Regions from separate parts of the Sus scrofa genome. Here region 2 is linked to region 1. A link is a contact called in public Hi-C data. All regions are on one chromosome and are shown on one strand. The core of a region is the stretch at or near the end of the contact, and the rest is flanking DNA. Distances in the headings are between cores, read along the strand shown. Region 1 has its middle 54 kb from the start of WSB1. Region 2 has its middle 18 kb from the start of KSR1.

What was found. A called contact is a pair of places that touch in the nucleus more often than the background predicts.
Region 2: a contact with region 1 is called in a Hi-C map of liver, with 3 times the contacts expected there. The contact joins two enhancer-like sites. A contact is called at or near these places in 1 of 5 promoter capture datasets (liver), 20 of 47 Hi-C or Micro-C datasets (alveolar macrophages, blood, embryonic fibroblasts and 12 more) and 2 of 2 datasets of contacts at active chromatin or transcription factors (alveolar macrophages and skeletal muscle).

What each region holds. Positions count from the first base shown.
Region 1 is chr12:43,827,196-43,834,840 of Sscrofa11.1, reverse strand. No RefSeq gene overlaps it. Among named protein-coding and RNA genes, the nearest start is that of WSB1, 54 kb to the left of the region's middle. Within about 2 kb of position 4,815, at least 28 of the 83 cell types and tissues checked have an H3K27ac peak or open chromatin away from gene starts, as enhancers often do. A contact at or near this core is called in alveolar macrophages, fetal liver, liver and 4 more, where this site is marked.
Region 2 is chr12:43,905,440-43,913,084 of Sscrofa11.1, reverse strand. No RefSeq gene overlaps it. Among named protein-coding and RNA genes, the nearest start is that of KSR1, 18 kb to the left of the region's middle. Within about 2 kb of position 3,239, at least 32 of the 83 cell types and tissues checked have an H3K27ac peak or open chromatin away from gene starts, as enhancers often do. A contact at or near this core is called in alveolar macrophages, fetal liver, liver and 4 more, where this site is marked.

The DNA.
Region 1 (7,645 bases), core at 3,566-6,065:
GTAGGCCGGCAGCTCCAGTTCCAATTCAAAGCCTAGTCTGGAAACCTCCGTATGCTGCAGGTGGAACCCTAAAAAAAAAGAAAAAAAAAATCTCATTGGAGACTGTGGGAACAGGCCTTGTTCCCTGAAGGTGATGACTCCTTAGCCTGATGGGGAAGGAGCTAATTTTTTCTTGTCAAGCTCCCTAATGTCCTCATTTAAAGGATTTTCTCTGGCATTTTTTGGTTTCCCAGAGGAAAATCCCTAATATACTACCTAAGATGTAACAACCTGGTTACAAGCTTTCTGGAAGCAGCCAAGAATGGGGAGGAAAGGGAGGCTGAGGTCCAACCATTTGTCTAAGCATTTCATCTTACCGTTTTCAGTCCAAGGCTTGTGTCTTTGCCCTATCCCCTCCCCTCCCTGAAGCTCTTTAATTTAGTCTACATTTGGGCCTGGGGGTGGTCTTACAGATTTTCCATTAATTCCCCTGTTTTCACACTCATCCAGACCTTCCCTGTACTGTACCTTATAGCCCTGACCTCTTAGAAGTTCAGAGGGAAACCCCCCAATTCTCACCAGTCTCCCATCTGCAAACACTTTAGTTTCAATTTTCCTCTGCTCTGCTAGACCCTTTATTACTCCTTTGCCTTCCCCCAAAACCTTGAAATTTCTTTTTTTTTTTTTTTCTTTTTGGCCACACCCACGGCATGCAGAAGTTCCAGGGCCTGGGATCAAACCCATGCCACAGCATCTACCCAAGCAGTGACAACACTGGATCCTTAAGCCCCTGAGCCACAAAGGACCTCCTTGAAATTTCTTTTTTTTTTTTTTTTTTTGTCTTTTTGCCATCCCTTGGGCCACTCCCGCGGCATATGGAGGTTCCCAGGCTAGGGGCGGAATCAGAGCTATAGCTGCCCACCTACACCAGAGCACAGCAATGCCAGATCCAACACCGAATATCTAACCCCCTGAGCAAGGCGAGGGATTGAACCCGCAACCTCATGGTTCCTAGTCGGATTCGTTAACCACTGAGCCACGATGGGAACTCCTGAAATTTCTTATCTGTCTTCTCTCCTATTTGTTTTGTCCTAAAGGCTTTTTTTTTTTTTTTTTTTTGCTTTTTAGGCCCACACTCACAGCATATGGAGGTTCCCAGGCTAGGGTTCGAATCAGAGGTGTAACTGCTGGTGTATGCCACAGCCACAGCAACGCCAGATCTGAGCCTTGTCTGCAACCTACACCACCACAGCTCATGGCAACGCCAGATCCTTAACCCAATGAATGAGGCCTAGGATTGAACATGCCTCCTCATGGATACTAGTCAGATTTGTTTCCTCTGAGCCATGATGGGATCTCCTGTTTTTGTTTTAATTTTAGTTTTAGTTGTGTCTCTACAAGAAGATAAGAAAATCTGTAATCAATCTGCTCCATTTAACTGGACATTTTCCTGAAACACAGTGTAAGCCTCCATAAAACACATCTGTGGGCAAGATTCAGGGCGTCATCAGTTTCAACCAAGATACCCCCAGTGTGGCTCCAACACATGGCTCAAAGCTAGCTGCCAACTAAACAAGATCTTGCCTGGATGGAGAGGCAGAGCCTAGGGATTTGGGGAAAACCTGACATAGAGCAAAACGCCATAAAAGGTTTAAAGATTGAACATTAAATTCAAATATACTTACATGGCAGCTGCAATCTGATTAGGTTTATCTGGTGTCTGGTATTGACCTGGAGTGTCAGGATTTTTAGCTTCTTGTCTAATTGGATATTTAGCTGAGCATATAAATATCCTTTATTTTATCAAGAATATTTCTTAAAAAAAAAAAAAGAATATTTCTTGGGAGTTCCTTGGTGATGTAGGGGTTAGGATTTGGTGCTTTCACTGCTGTGACCTGGATTCAATCCCTGGCCTGAGAACTGAGATCCCACATCAAGGCTCTGTACACCATGGCCAAAAAAATATTTTTTTTATTAAAAAAAAAACAAGAATATTTCTTGATTGGGAAAACATCTGGTGTGTATGGTTTCTGTATAGATAAGCAGTTTCCTTTATTTTTTATTTTTTAATTTTTTTTGTCTTTTTGTATTTTCTAGGGCTGCACCCAAGGCATATGGAGGTTCCCAGGCTAGGGGTCTAATTGGAGCTATCATCACCAGCCTACGCCAGAGCCATAGCCACACTAGATGTGAGCCGCATCTGCAACTTACACCATGGCTCATGGCAATGCTGGATCCTTAACCCACTGAGTGAGGCCAGGGATTGAACCTGAAACCCCATGGTTCCTAGTTGGATTCGTCAACCACTGAGCCATGATGGGAACTCCAAGCAGCTTTTTTAGATTAAGCACAGGAAGGTGAGAATACCCAGGAATACTACAACTTTTGCAAGGCATTGGACTTTAGTTGAACTAATTCAGTGTTAACGAGTAATGCTGGTCTCTAGCAAAGGCATAAAATGAGTTTTCAATGGAATGAGTGATGTGGGGCCCACACATGGGACACAAGTGTTTGAAATCTTTCGAAAGTAATTTTTATGTTTTTCTATATTCAGTAGAATTGGTCCCCCCAAAGGTAACTGTTTCTAAATGAATTTGTGTGTGTGTATGTCTTTTTAGGGCCTCACCCGCAGCATATGGAGGTTCCCAGGCTAGGGGTCAAATCAGAGCTGTAGCTGCTGGCCTACACCACAGCCACAGCAACGCAGGATCCGAGTCACATTTGTGACCTACACCACAGCTCACAGCAATGCCAGATCCTTACCCCACTGAGCAAGGCCAGGGATCGAACCCAAGTCTTCACGGTACTAGTCAGGTTCCTTACTAATGAGCCACGACAGGTGAATGGGGGTAGTACCAGCAGCTTTGGTTCCATTTACCAAGGAAGCAAAAATTTTCCCAGAAGCTCCCAGAATTCTTCAGTTTCTACTTTATTGGCCAGAACTATGTCATGTGACACTCTTAGCTGCAAGAGAGTCTAGGAAATGGAGTATTTCCACCCCTAGACTCTGAAGCCCATCCCCAGACTTTGAGTGAAGAGTCTTGTTTCCTAGGATGATTCAAAAGGGAATTCCTAGAGTTCCCGTTGTGGTGCAGCAGAAACGAATCTGACTAGGAAGTGTGAGGTTTCAGGTTCGATCTCTGGGCTCGCTCGGTGGGTTAAAGATCTAGTGTTGCTGTGAGCTATGGTGTTGGTCGCACCTGGGGCTCAGATCTGGTGTTGCTGTGCCTGTGGTGTAGGCCAGCAGCTAAAGCTCCAGTTCGACCCCTTGCCTGGGAACCTCCATATGCTGTGGGTGTGGCTCTAAAGGAAAGAAAGAAAGAGAGAGAGAGAAAGAGAGAAAGAAAGAAAGAAGGAAAAGAAAAAAAAAAGTGAATTCTTTAGGAGTTCCCATTGTGGTTCAGCAATAATGAACCTGATTAGTAGCCATGAGGACGCTGGTTCGATCCCTGGCCCCACTCAGTGGGTTAAGGATCCTGCATTGCTGAGAGCTGTGGTGTAGGACACAGATGTGGCTCAGATCCCAAGTTGCTGTGGCTGTGGTGTAGGCCAGCTGCTGTAGCTCCAATTCGACCCCTAGCCTGGTAACTTCATATGCCATGGGTGCGGCCCTAAAAAGACAAAAAAAAAAGTGAATCCTTTAACATTTGACAATGTCTGTGCTAATGCTATCAGAATTCACTGATGGGATTTAGAGGCACGGGTTAAACCATATCCCTCGTCTAGGGCTGAGTTCTAAACTACTGAGACTTAAAGGAGTAAAGCAGGTGTTGGTTGCAATATCCCCTTCATAGCTGATTGAAACAAGGATGGAGGCTGTAGATTTAGGTGAACTGGGCAACAACCAAGTTCCTAATAAACACCCTAGAATTAGGCATTCCCCCCAACCCCAGTCGGAAGACGTACTGGAAGCCCTGAGCCTTGCTGCAGGGCTCGCTCCTTTACAACTATGTTTGCAGCTGGCCAGCTGGCAGGAGACCCCACTGGAAGGAAAACAGGAGGCGAGGCTTAGACAGCCCTCCCCAGCCTGCCAACCCACCTCCTCTTCCCAAGAGAGGCTTGTGAGACAGGGCGAGAAGCCAGGAGGGTGTGACAAGTGGAAAGTAGTCTTTCCCTGACCCCTCAACTTATCTAGATTATACATTTCCCTTTCTTCCTCCAGGTTAATTCTCTTCTCCGTGTTGTAGATGATATGTCCATTACAGTCCAGTCCTGCCTGCATTCAGAGTAGGAGCATAACATGCGTTCACCTCTTTTCTTCCCCCTCCCCACTCAAACCATCTCTCAATGAAGGTTGGGAGAAATGAACCTTCCCTTCCTCCTGGAACATATTCCGATTTCATTTCTCCTTGAGATTGCTCAATTTCCTTTCCTGTGTTTGCAGTTTCCCCAAGCATGTGACTTGCATTTGGCAACTCTTATCCTGGGGCTGTGGGATAGTGGAGTTTTTATGGCTCACACATCACATTTTTGCACCATGAAGTCGAATTTTAGTTTGATCCACCTGTGCCCTGTCCCTGCTGAGGGCTCTCCTCTCTCTAGCAGCGCCAGGGCCAGTCCTGTCTTCCTTGTGCCCCAGTTCCAGTAGCTGGGGGACATTTCTCTCCCTCTCTGTCCCCACTCTGCACCCCCGCCCCTTTTTTTGGCCAGCCAGCATCTCTTATGTTAAGAGGACTCTCCACTTACGGTTTTATTAAGAGGAACCACCTGCCTCCCACTAGAGAAACTGAAAATGTTACCCTTTCTCTTTTCCACCCTCCCCGTTGCATCTAGATCCTGGGTGTATAGTCCAAGGCTCACCAGTCAGAGGGATCTGCGCATGGCCTGGGCAAACAGGGGCCAGAGGGTATCCACTCTCAGGGGTGGAGGGCGTGGCCAGATCTGGATTCCTGGCACAGTGGGGGCGGCAGGAGCAAACTGTGGCACACACGAAGTTTCCGTCTGGGGTGGTGTTCCTGTCTGTGTAGCTTTGAGCTGAGTTCTCAAGCGTCCTGATGGCTCCGTGAGCTGCCCATTAACCTTTTTAGACACTTTCTTCTTAAGTCAGTTATTCCATTTCTATGGCTTCTAGCTGGGAACTGTGACAGTTACACAGTAACTGAGTCCCTGACCTGTCCTCCCAAGCCTGACTTCTTCATCAGTTCCTACTTGAAGTGAGAAAAGGGACACAACTGCATCTCAGGATGGATATTAATATACTCGCATTGTTCTCTTATGTGGGGGAGGCTGTACTTGGAAATTGCTCTCAACCCAGAGTCAAAACCGTGTGCTTTAGCCTTCATTTTGTCAAAACTCACCTGGTAACCTTAGGCGAGTCATTACACCTCCATGGATTTCCCCACTTTTCAGATGGTCTAGGAGAAGATACCAGTAAACGATGCCACATTTCTACATGTTCCTGAGCCTGTGTCTCATCACAGTGCCTCTGTTCAATAGGGTGTTTTTGGTTTATCCTGTAATAACCTGTAATTACAGTTCAAGCAAGAAAGCTTGATGAATGATTAATTTTCTTGCTCTGTGCCTGTCCTGGTTTCCAACCCCAGACTCAGATATACCCTAGTTTTTGTTTGTTTGTTTTTTGACTTTTTAGGGCTGCACTTGCAGTGTATAGAAGTTCCCAGGCTGGGGGGTCGATTTGGAGCTATAGCTTCTGGCCTGTGCCACAGCCACAGCAATGTGGGATCCGAGCCACGTCTGAGACCTACAACACAGCTCTCAGCAACACCAGATCCTTAACCCACTGAGTGGGGCCAGGCATCCAACCTGCGTCCTCACAAGTGCTCGTTGGGTTTGTTACCATTGAGCCATGATAGGAACTCCCTATCCTAGCTTTAAAAGCCCAAGAGCTGGAACTCTGCAAAAGAAGAGTTAAAATGTGTGTATTCCAACTATGCATAGGGACTCGGTCTAGGAATCCTCTTTATCTGGGATGGTGATGGTTTATGAAATCAGTCTGGGCTTGGGGCTTGAGTCCTGTCTCCAAGTAGTCCTGAGCAAGGACAGCATACAGGTTCCCACACACTGCTTCTTGCTGCCAACTAACAGGTTGGGGCTGGCCTTCCTTCAAGAAGGTTGTTTCTCAGGACCAGAAGCCATGTCTTAGGTGGATTTCATGTCCCCTCTTGCCCCCCTCACTCTGACTTTTAGGTCCCTGTATGTATGTAGAACATCTCTGTGGGATCACCAAGAAAGCAACAGCGTAGGGGCTTCAGGTAAGACTGATGCTGGGAGGAAGTGAGAGACTTAATCTTCTCTGTCTACTCTTGAATATTTGATCATGAACACAATGTAATTATTTTATACTGCTTAAGAAAAAAAAAAACTCGCATCTCCATTTTTATTTCATTTCGTGGCGGTACGCTAATGTATTTGTTCAATCCTCTCTTTGGGGACATTCTGATTTCTCTATCTGGTTAGGGATTATTACTTCTCTTCAACCTGGGAATGCCTCCCAGAGGAGGTGACGTCTGACGAATCAATAGGAGTTAAGTCAGGTGAGGGAAAGGTATTTCAAGCAGACAGACGCATCATGAAGGTGTGAGAGCATGGGCAGGTGAGAAAATGCAAGGAGTGGGGAGGAGGAGTTGACGTAGACCAGCCCCCAGGGATGGGCTAGGCCATTTAGGGCTCCTAAAGCCCCGTGATAGAAAGTGGAATCCCTTATCCCAGACACAATGGGAGGCCACGGGAAGGATTTGAGGTTGAGGAGTGATACTGTTCAACTCTATCAGTCACTCCCCATGGCTTGTGGGAAAGACAGCTGAGTTCTCATCTCCCGGGACCCTCCAATGGTGTGATCATGGGACTCCCACCAGACCATCAGGTTTATACTCCTATTTGTGGGACAGTCAGTGTCTTGGCCATTTAGAGATGGAACGTCTTTAAAAGGTCAGTGACGCTGCCCTAGATGATATCCTGCGTGATGCTCATGGGGCATCTCATGGAATCAGATTTTTAATGATGGGGAAAGCTTAGGAATCCACCTCAGTTATAAATCCAAGTATTTTTGAGGAGCACTTGGCTTCTGCAGACATGGTTAACATGAAAATCTTTTTCTTTCTTTCTTTTTTTACCTTTATAGGGCTGCACCCACGGCATATGGAGGTTCCCAGGCTAGGGGTCTCATCAGAGCTCTTGCTGCTGGCCTACACCAGAGCCACAGCAACGCCAGATCCAAGCCACGTCTGTGACCTACACCACAGCCACAGCAACACAGGATCCGAGCTTGTCTGCGACCACAGATCATGGCAATGCCAGATCCTTAACCCACTGAGCGAGGCCAGATCCTTAACCCGCAACCTCATGGTTCCTAGTCGGTTTCGTTTCCTCTGCTCCACGATGGGAACTCCAGGAAAACCTTTTTCTGATCCTAAATGCCTTGAAATAAATGGAAGACATCTATGTCATCTTCGAAGCTCAGCATTCCTAAGAAAGCATCAGAGGAATTCAGTTTTTTCTACAAAGGTTCTCAGAGCACTGAGTCTGTGGCAGCATGAAACCTGACAAGCAAAGGTCCCTGCCCTCTGGGAAGTCAGTCCAGCAAAGCACAAGAGGATATGAGATAAATGTGGTGATTTAAAACAGGAAGTTTTCCTGTTGAACTCTAATATTAAAATGAGAACAGAGAAGAAAACATTTGTATATCTTCAAGTTCAAGCCACGATTA
Region 2 (7,645 bases), core at 1,990-4,489, 80 kb before region 1:
CTAAAGCCTGGACCACAGGAGTTCAGAATGTGTGATCTCAGGCTCCTGGAGACGCTGGACAGGTCCCCAAATCACCGGTCTCCCCATTACATCTCAAGTTCAGCTGCCCAACATCTCATCCTGGCACTGGATTGCCTTGGGCTCCACCTCTCCGACTGCCTGCCGGGGGATGTTCTCACTCTAACCCCCTGCCCCTACACACACCGCACATCCTACTCATTGGGGCCTGGGTTTGTATCCCAGGCTGCTGCCGCCACTCACCCCCCAAGCCCGACCAAGCCCATCCAGTCTTCTTTCTGCTTCTGGATCTGCCCTGGGATGTCTGCAGACTGCACCTGAAGCATATGCAAGTTCCCAGGCTAGGGCTCAGATCAAACTACAGCTGCCAGCTACCCCACAGCCACAGCAAAACTGGATCTGAGACGCATCTGGGAACTCTGCAGGTTGCAGCAATGCCAGATCCTTAACCCACTGAATGAGGCTTAGGGATTGAACCTGCAACCTCATGGACACTATGTCAGGTTCTTAACCCACTGAGCCACAAAGGAAATTCCAAAAAGCCTTTCTTTCCTTTTATTTTATTTTATTTATTTGCTTTTTATGGCTGCACCCGGGACATATGGAGGTTCCCAGGCTAGGGATCCAACTGGCTATAGCTGCCGCCCTACAGCAACGCAGGATTAGAGCCGCGTCTGCAACCTACACCACAGCTCACCGCAACGTCAGATCCTTAATTCCCTGAGGGAGGCCAGGGATCGAATCGCAACTTCATGGTTCCCAGTTGGATTCGTTTCACTATGACTGGATCTTCCGGAACTCCCCCCAAAGCTTTCTTGATCTCTCCCTTCAATCTTTCAGTCACTGAAAGTCTTCTGTCTCACGGCGCTTGCTCTGCCCATGGGCAGGCACTACTGCTAAGGAGCAAGCCTGGCGATGCGTACCTGCTCTGCAGAAGGGGACCAGAGAGTGTGCTTTGAAGTGGAAGAGGCAGCGGGGTAGGGAGGGCACGGGAAGGACAGCAACACCGCCCCACATGGTTTCCCAGCATCCTCCTGGTTTCCCGGCAGCCTCCGTGCTTTCCCAGCGGCCTCCGTGCGCTCTGGCACTCTGCCCCTCCTGTGGAGGGTCCCGGTTGCTGTGGGGACTCCTGGGGAGTGAAAGCAAACAGCCCCTCACTTTCCCAGTCTGGGCTCTTCTGCCGACTTCACCTTATCTTGATAAGTTGAGTGGAGTAAAATTTAAAAGGTTTGAACCAGATCAGTGGTCTTCAGCTGGGAACATACTTCTGTGCGGCCTGTGGTAACTGAAGAAAAAAATGCACAACTTAAAAGTTGAGACTTATGTTCTTTCGCGGACATTCTGAGGACTCGAGCCGCGGAGGCCGTCTCTCAGAGCACTCGGAGGGCCGGCTCCTGAGAGGTAAGGAGGAAGCCAAGGAATACGGGCGGTTTTGCCACAAAGACCAGGTAGTCGGAACTTCAAAAGATTGCTGTTGGAGTTTCCGTCATGGCTCAGCGGAAAACGAATCTGACTAGTATCCGTGAGGACTCAGGTTCGATCTCTGGCCTTGCTCAGTGGGTTAAGGATCAGCCGTTGCAGAGAGCTGTGGTGTAGGTCGCAGACGCGGCTAGTATCCCGCTTGGCTGTGGCTGTGGCCGTGGCCGTGGCCGTGGCTGTGGCCGGCAGCTACAGCTCCCATTAGACCCCTAGCCTGGAAACCTCCCCATGCCGTGGATGCAGCCCTAAAAAAAAAAAAAAAAAAAAAAAAAAGTTTGCTGTTAATTAAAGAAAGGAGTTTAGAGCTTTACTCTCTTTCCCTTCCTTTTCTTTTTAGCTAAAAAAAAAAAAACAAAGAAAAAAGGAAAATAAACACTTATATTGTGCGATATGCCGGGCCCCATTCTGGTCTTAGTTCTTCTAATTCTCATCACAACCCTCTGAGGATGTAAACTCCTATTATCTACATTTTACAGCCAAACTGAGGCACAGAGAGCCTCGGTTCCTGCCTGAGGTCCCACAGCTAGTTAGAGAGATCAGGGGTATCCACCCTGGCAGTTTGGCTGCAGGCTTTGCTGTCAGCCAGCTGGGTTGCTTCCAGTGATAAACTCAGCAAAAAAGGCCCTGAATAGCGATCATGCCTGTGGCCCATTATAGCAATTATGAGGTCTTTTTCCTTAGCTGTTTAATTTTGCAGGTTTGTTTTTGTCTGCTTTTTATTTTTTAAAATTTAATCTATTTATTTTTTAGGGCCACACCTGGGGCACATGGAAGTTCCCAGGCTAGGGGTCCAATTGGAGCTACAGCTGCCAGCCTCCACCACAGCCACAGCAATGCGGGATCCTTAACCCACTGAGTGAGGCCAGGGATTGAACCTGCATCCTCATGGATCCCAGTCGGGTTCATTAACCATTGACCCACGAAGGGAACTCCTGCTTTTTATTTTTATTTTTATTTTTTGCCATGCCCACAGCATGTTGAAGTTCCCCAGGCCAGGGATTGAACCCACATCACAGCAGTGACAACACCAGGTCCTTAACCACTAGGCCACCAGGGAGCTCCCTTGTCTGTTTTTTAGACTGGGATTTTTTGAGGGCAGGAGCTGTGTCTTGGTTTCCCCAGTGCCAGCATGGTCTGGCATATGGCAAATGCTGAAGACACACTGAGTGAGTGAATGAGTAAAAGAATCCAAGAAGGAAGGCAGGAATGAATGAATGAGTGTGTGGTTGACAGGTGCTGAGATAGAGGGAGGCACAGGATGTCAAGGAAGCCATGATGGACAGCCACTGCTTGGGCAGAGGCAGGAATCAGGCCTGACAGGGACTATCAGTCTCTTATTTTTTTGTCTTTTTAGGGCTGCACCGACGGCATATGGAGGTTCCCAGCTAAGAGTCAAATTGGAGCCACAGCTGCCAGCCTACACCACAGCCACAGCAACGCCAGAATGGAGCCTGGTTTGTGACCTACACCACAGCTCACGGCAATGCCGGATCTTTAACCCACTGAGTGAGGCCATGGATCAAACCCTTGTCCTCGTGAATAATAGTGGGGTTACCACTGAGCCATAACAGCAACTCCTATCAGTCTCTTCTGATAGTCCCTGCCCATAGCCTGAGTATCTGGGGCCGCAGCCTCCCCTCTTACTCCCACACCCCGACCCACAGACTCTCTGCCTTCCCCTCCAGTGAAAGGAGGCTCCTCCCTGGGCTCCAGGGCTTGTGTCTTGGGGGGCAGGCAGCCAAGTTCCACTTCTCTGCCTGTGGTCCCAACCCTCCCAGATCATCTGACTGCTCACTGGAGGCCCACAGTGGGGTGTGGCTGCGTTTAAGACCTTTGGCATTTCTTTTAGGAAAACAAAACAAAACTAAAGTAAAAACAAAGTTCCCGCTGTGGCAGGATGGGTTAAAGATCCAGCGCTGCTGCAGCTGGGACAAAGGTCACAGATGCGGCTCAGATTCAGTCCCTGGCCCAAGAAAGAAAGAAAGAAGGACGGAAGGAAGGGGAAAAAACCTAAAAACCAAACCGTCGCAGAACACACTAAAAAATTCTCTCATTTGCCTCCTGGGGGAAGGGGATGATCATAAACACCCAAGGTCCCTACTGCTGTGGACGTGTGCTCTTTTAGGCATAATAATAAAAGACTAGGCCCCACACTAAATGCTTTTGGGGCTTGCTCTCAATTAATCCCAATAATCCTGGGTTTAGGTACTACAATGAGTCTAATTTCACAGATTGGGAAAAGGAGGTTCAGAGAGGCTAAGGGACTTGCCCCAGGTTACACAACTACAGAGTACTTAATGCAAAGATTGCAAGTTATTTCTCGACTCTGAAGCTTATGATCTTATAGGTATCTAACCAGACTCTTCCTTGGCCTTGTCTGAGGATATGTCAATGTCCGTGGCCTTTCAGTAATTTTTTGTGCCAAAAACAGGCCAAAGTGAACCACTTTCTATAGAAAAGTCCCGGATGGACACTCCACATCTCTCTCTCTCTGCCCTCTCCCCTACGCCCTCAGTTGCAAAATGAGATACCATGCATGGGATCTTCTATGTTATTTCTGGGAGAAGGAATAGTATGCATTGTCATTTTTGTATTTTTTCCATATAGCTTGACTTTAAGAAATCATGAGCATTTATCTTTCAAAACAATGAAGTCATGAAGACATTACTTTAAAAATATGTGTGGAGGGAGTTCTTGTCGTGGCTCAGTGGTTAAAAAAACCCACCATTATCCACGAGGACTTGGGTTTGATCCCTGGCCTTGCTCAGTGGATTAAGGATCTGGTGTTGCCGTGAACTGTGGTGTAGGTCACAGACACAGCTCAGAGCTGCTGTGGCTGTGGCGTAGGCTGGCAGCTGTAGCTCCAATTCGACCCCCTAACCTGGCAAACTCCATACACCATGGGTGTGGCCCTAAAAAGACCAAAACATTTTTTTAATTAAAAATAAATATATGTGATTAACCTATTTTGCTCTGCCTGCCTGAAAGCTCAAAATTGAACTTTGTGCTCAATTGCATATTGAGTGTTTTTACCATTTCCCCCCACTCAGGGCCTGGAGTCAGAAAGCCTGGGTCTGAATCCTGACTCTGCCATTTACTATCAGTTTTGGTAAGTTAGTGAACCTCTCTATACTTTAGTTTCTTGATTTATAAAGGGGGGGGGGTGAGAATATCTGCTTCATTAGGTTATGGTGATTAAATTATACTGGTTACTCATCTAGGACAATGCTTGGATCATAGTAAAAGTCTATAAATGTTAGCTATTTTGCGATTTTATTAGATTTTCATTGACTGAATTTCATTGTCAAGCCATTTTTCAGGAAGGGCTCATGGATCCCTTCACTTCCCTATGTCTCACCCTTCAGTTACCATCTGTTTTTGGTGTCTTCTACTCCTGACATTTCTATAACACCCCATGGGACCTTTTAATTGTATATAAATTCCACTGTTTTGTGTTTCATCAAACCCTGGATGCCACTGATTGTAATCTGTACCATTAGTATGTCCACTTAAGAAAGAAAATTTTTGAAGACAGGATTGATTCTAAAATACATCCCACTTCCAGAGATGTTCGAAAGTGGAGGGATAGAAGTATAGTTTTTAATCCATGAATATGGTAAGAATGATCTGATCCTTTATTCTTGACTTGGGCGCTCCTTGGCTGGGAACTGTCTCTGTTCCTTCGGTGGCATCAGTATCAGTTGACTGGGTAACTCTTCCACCTGGCCCAGTGCCACCTTGGGTCAGTTCCAGGCAAGCCCATCTAAGCTTGTCCACACACACAGCTGGTGTAAAGGGCTTAGGTTTCCCCTGGATGTGGCAGTTTGTAACCTGACCTGATGTTCATCTTTAAAGCCAGTGGCTCTGAGGTCAGCTGACTTTCTCACCTTCAGTGACTGCTTTGGGGCTTCCTGCTTCAGCTTAAGTTGAATCGTTTGAGATAAGTTCCTAAGGAGAGTCATGTGGAGGGAAAAACAAATGGAATATCCAGTGTAATTTTCCCAGGCATTGGGCAAAGGACAGGGCTTAAGTCATTTTTTTTCTGTGTGGGTTTCAATCCCCAAATATTTGGAGTCATTCCTTCTAGTTACAAGATACAGTGAAAGGAGAAGTGTGTTGGGAAAGGTTGAACCTGACCTCAGGGCTAGCCCCGTGGCATGGGCAGACTCACAAAGGGACTAACTTGGGAGTCTGAGGTTGACTGAGTGCCTTTCCTAAAGTCTAGCACCCATTCAAGGCCATTTTGGAGAGAAACAGGACTCGAGACAGAGTAATTAGAAGTTAAGCCCTGGATGTTTTTTCTTAGCTCTATGACCTTGCAGAGTGAGTTGGTCTTTTTGAACCTCCACAACTATAATATAAAATGGGGATAATACTTCAAAATCCTTGGGAAGCACCAGGAATAGCAATGAGCACCACTGCCAGTGCTCAATAAATGGTAGTAAAACATGCTGAATGCCTGCCAGGTACCTGACGCTGCAGATACAAAATAAAAGCTTAACTCTACTCATGGAGGGGAGGCACTGTTACAGCTTTTTGTAAGTTCCCAGGCTTGGGGTCCAATCAGAGCTGCAGATGCCAGCCTATGCCACAGCCACAGACATGCAGAATCTGAGCCTCAACCTACACCGTAGCTCACAGCAACACCGGATCCTTAACCCACTAAGCGAGGCCAGGGATCAAACCCGTGTCCTCATGGATACTAGTCAGATCCTCTACCACTGAGCCACAAGGGGAATGCCCTGTTATAGCATTTTTAAATATCAAAGCTCCAGAAGCCACAGGCTGTTAAGCAGTTAGGCCAGAAATAATCCCAGTCTATCTTGAGATGCAGCCTTAGCCAGCATTTCCGCAAAGTCCTCTGGGCAGCCGGCCCTGGGGTGAGAAACTGGGTCAACCTGCTATATGAACATCCTCCTGATCTGAGGCCAAATGGGGCCAAGCCTAGAAGGCTGGGTCTTCGTCAGGTGTTGAACAGCGTGACCCGGTCTGAGGGAACTTCTTTCTCTGCCCAGCACAAGCTGAATGGGCTAGCGCTGGGCCTCTCATCCCAACTCCCAACACAGGAACTCCTGGAGGACAATTTTTAAAAAGACCCATTAGGAGTTAGAGTTGTGGCTCAGTGGTTATGAGGATGCGGGTTTGATTCCTGGCCCCGCTCAGTGGGTTAAGGAACCAGCATTGCTGTGGCTGTGTGTAGGCTGGCAGCTGCAGCTCCAAGTCCACCCCTAGCCTGGGAATTTCCATATGCCACAAGTGTGGACCTAAAAAACAGAAAACGACCAAACAAAAAACTCCCCAAATCACTATCATCATAATACTATAGATTTTCCTTTAGTATAGGAAATACAGGATTTACTCTGAGACCAGAAGAGCAACTTCTCTGTTATCACAAGTGGATAAAGTTCCTAGATTTCTATCATATCACTAAAAGAAAAACCACAAGGAATTTCTCTTGTGGCTGCAACAGCTTGGTTCACCCGCTGTGGCCCTGGCCTGGGAACTTCCACATGCCAACAGCAAGGCCAAAAAAAAAAAGAGAGAGAGAGAAAGCACAAAGATAATTATAGTTGCAGCCTCTAAAAAGGAAAATAATAGTTCTTCCAAACTGAACTAAATAGGTTTTCCTTCCCCAATCCTGCCCTCAATTTTTTTTTCCTCATCTCTCCTGTTAAACCTGTATAAATCAACTATAATGGAAAAAACAAAAATGATTTAAAAAAACCTATAAAAATGCAAGATCACAACCACACAAAGCAACCTAGACACCTGTAATTTAAATAGGTCACTGCACCTGATTCTGACCAGACATTTTGCTTTTGGCTGAAGGCAAGCAAAGAGCAAAGAGCAGATTGAGGTTGTTAACTGATCTTCGTTCCTGCCAAACATCTTACTATAAACATAAGCCATGGTTGTGATTTCTCCTGGCTGCACTTTATGGTTCACTACCAACAGCTCTCACTTCTGAGGGGAAAGGATTTTAAATCAAAAACCAGCATATTACAACTGATGCTTTATGATTTTTGAAACCAACATATAATCGTAAACCCCTATCACTCTAGACATTGCTTGTTTTATAATTTATACATCCTATAGTTAAGATGCATTGTCTTATTAGGCCAGAACCTGATCAGAATTACTTAGACAA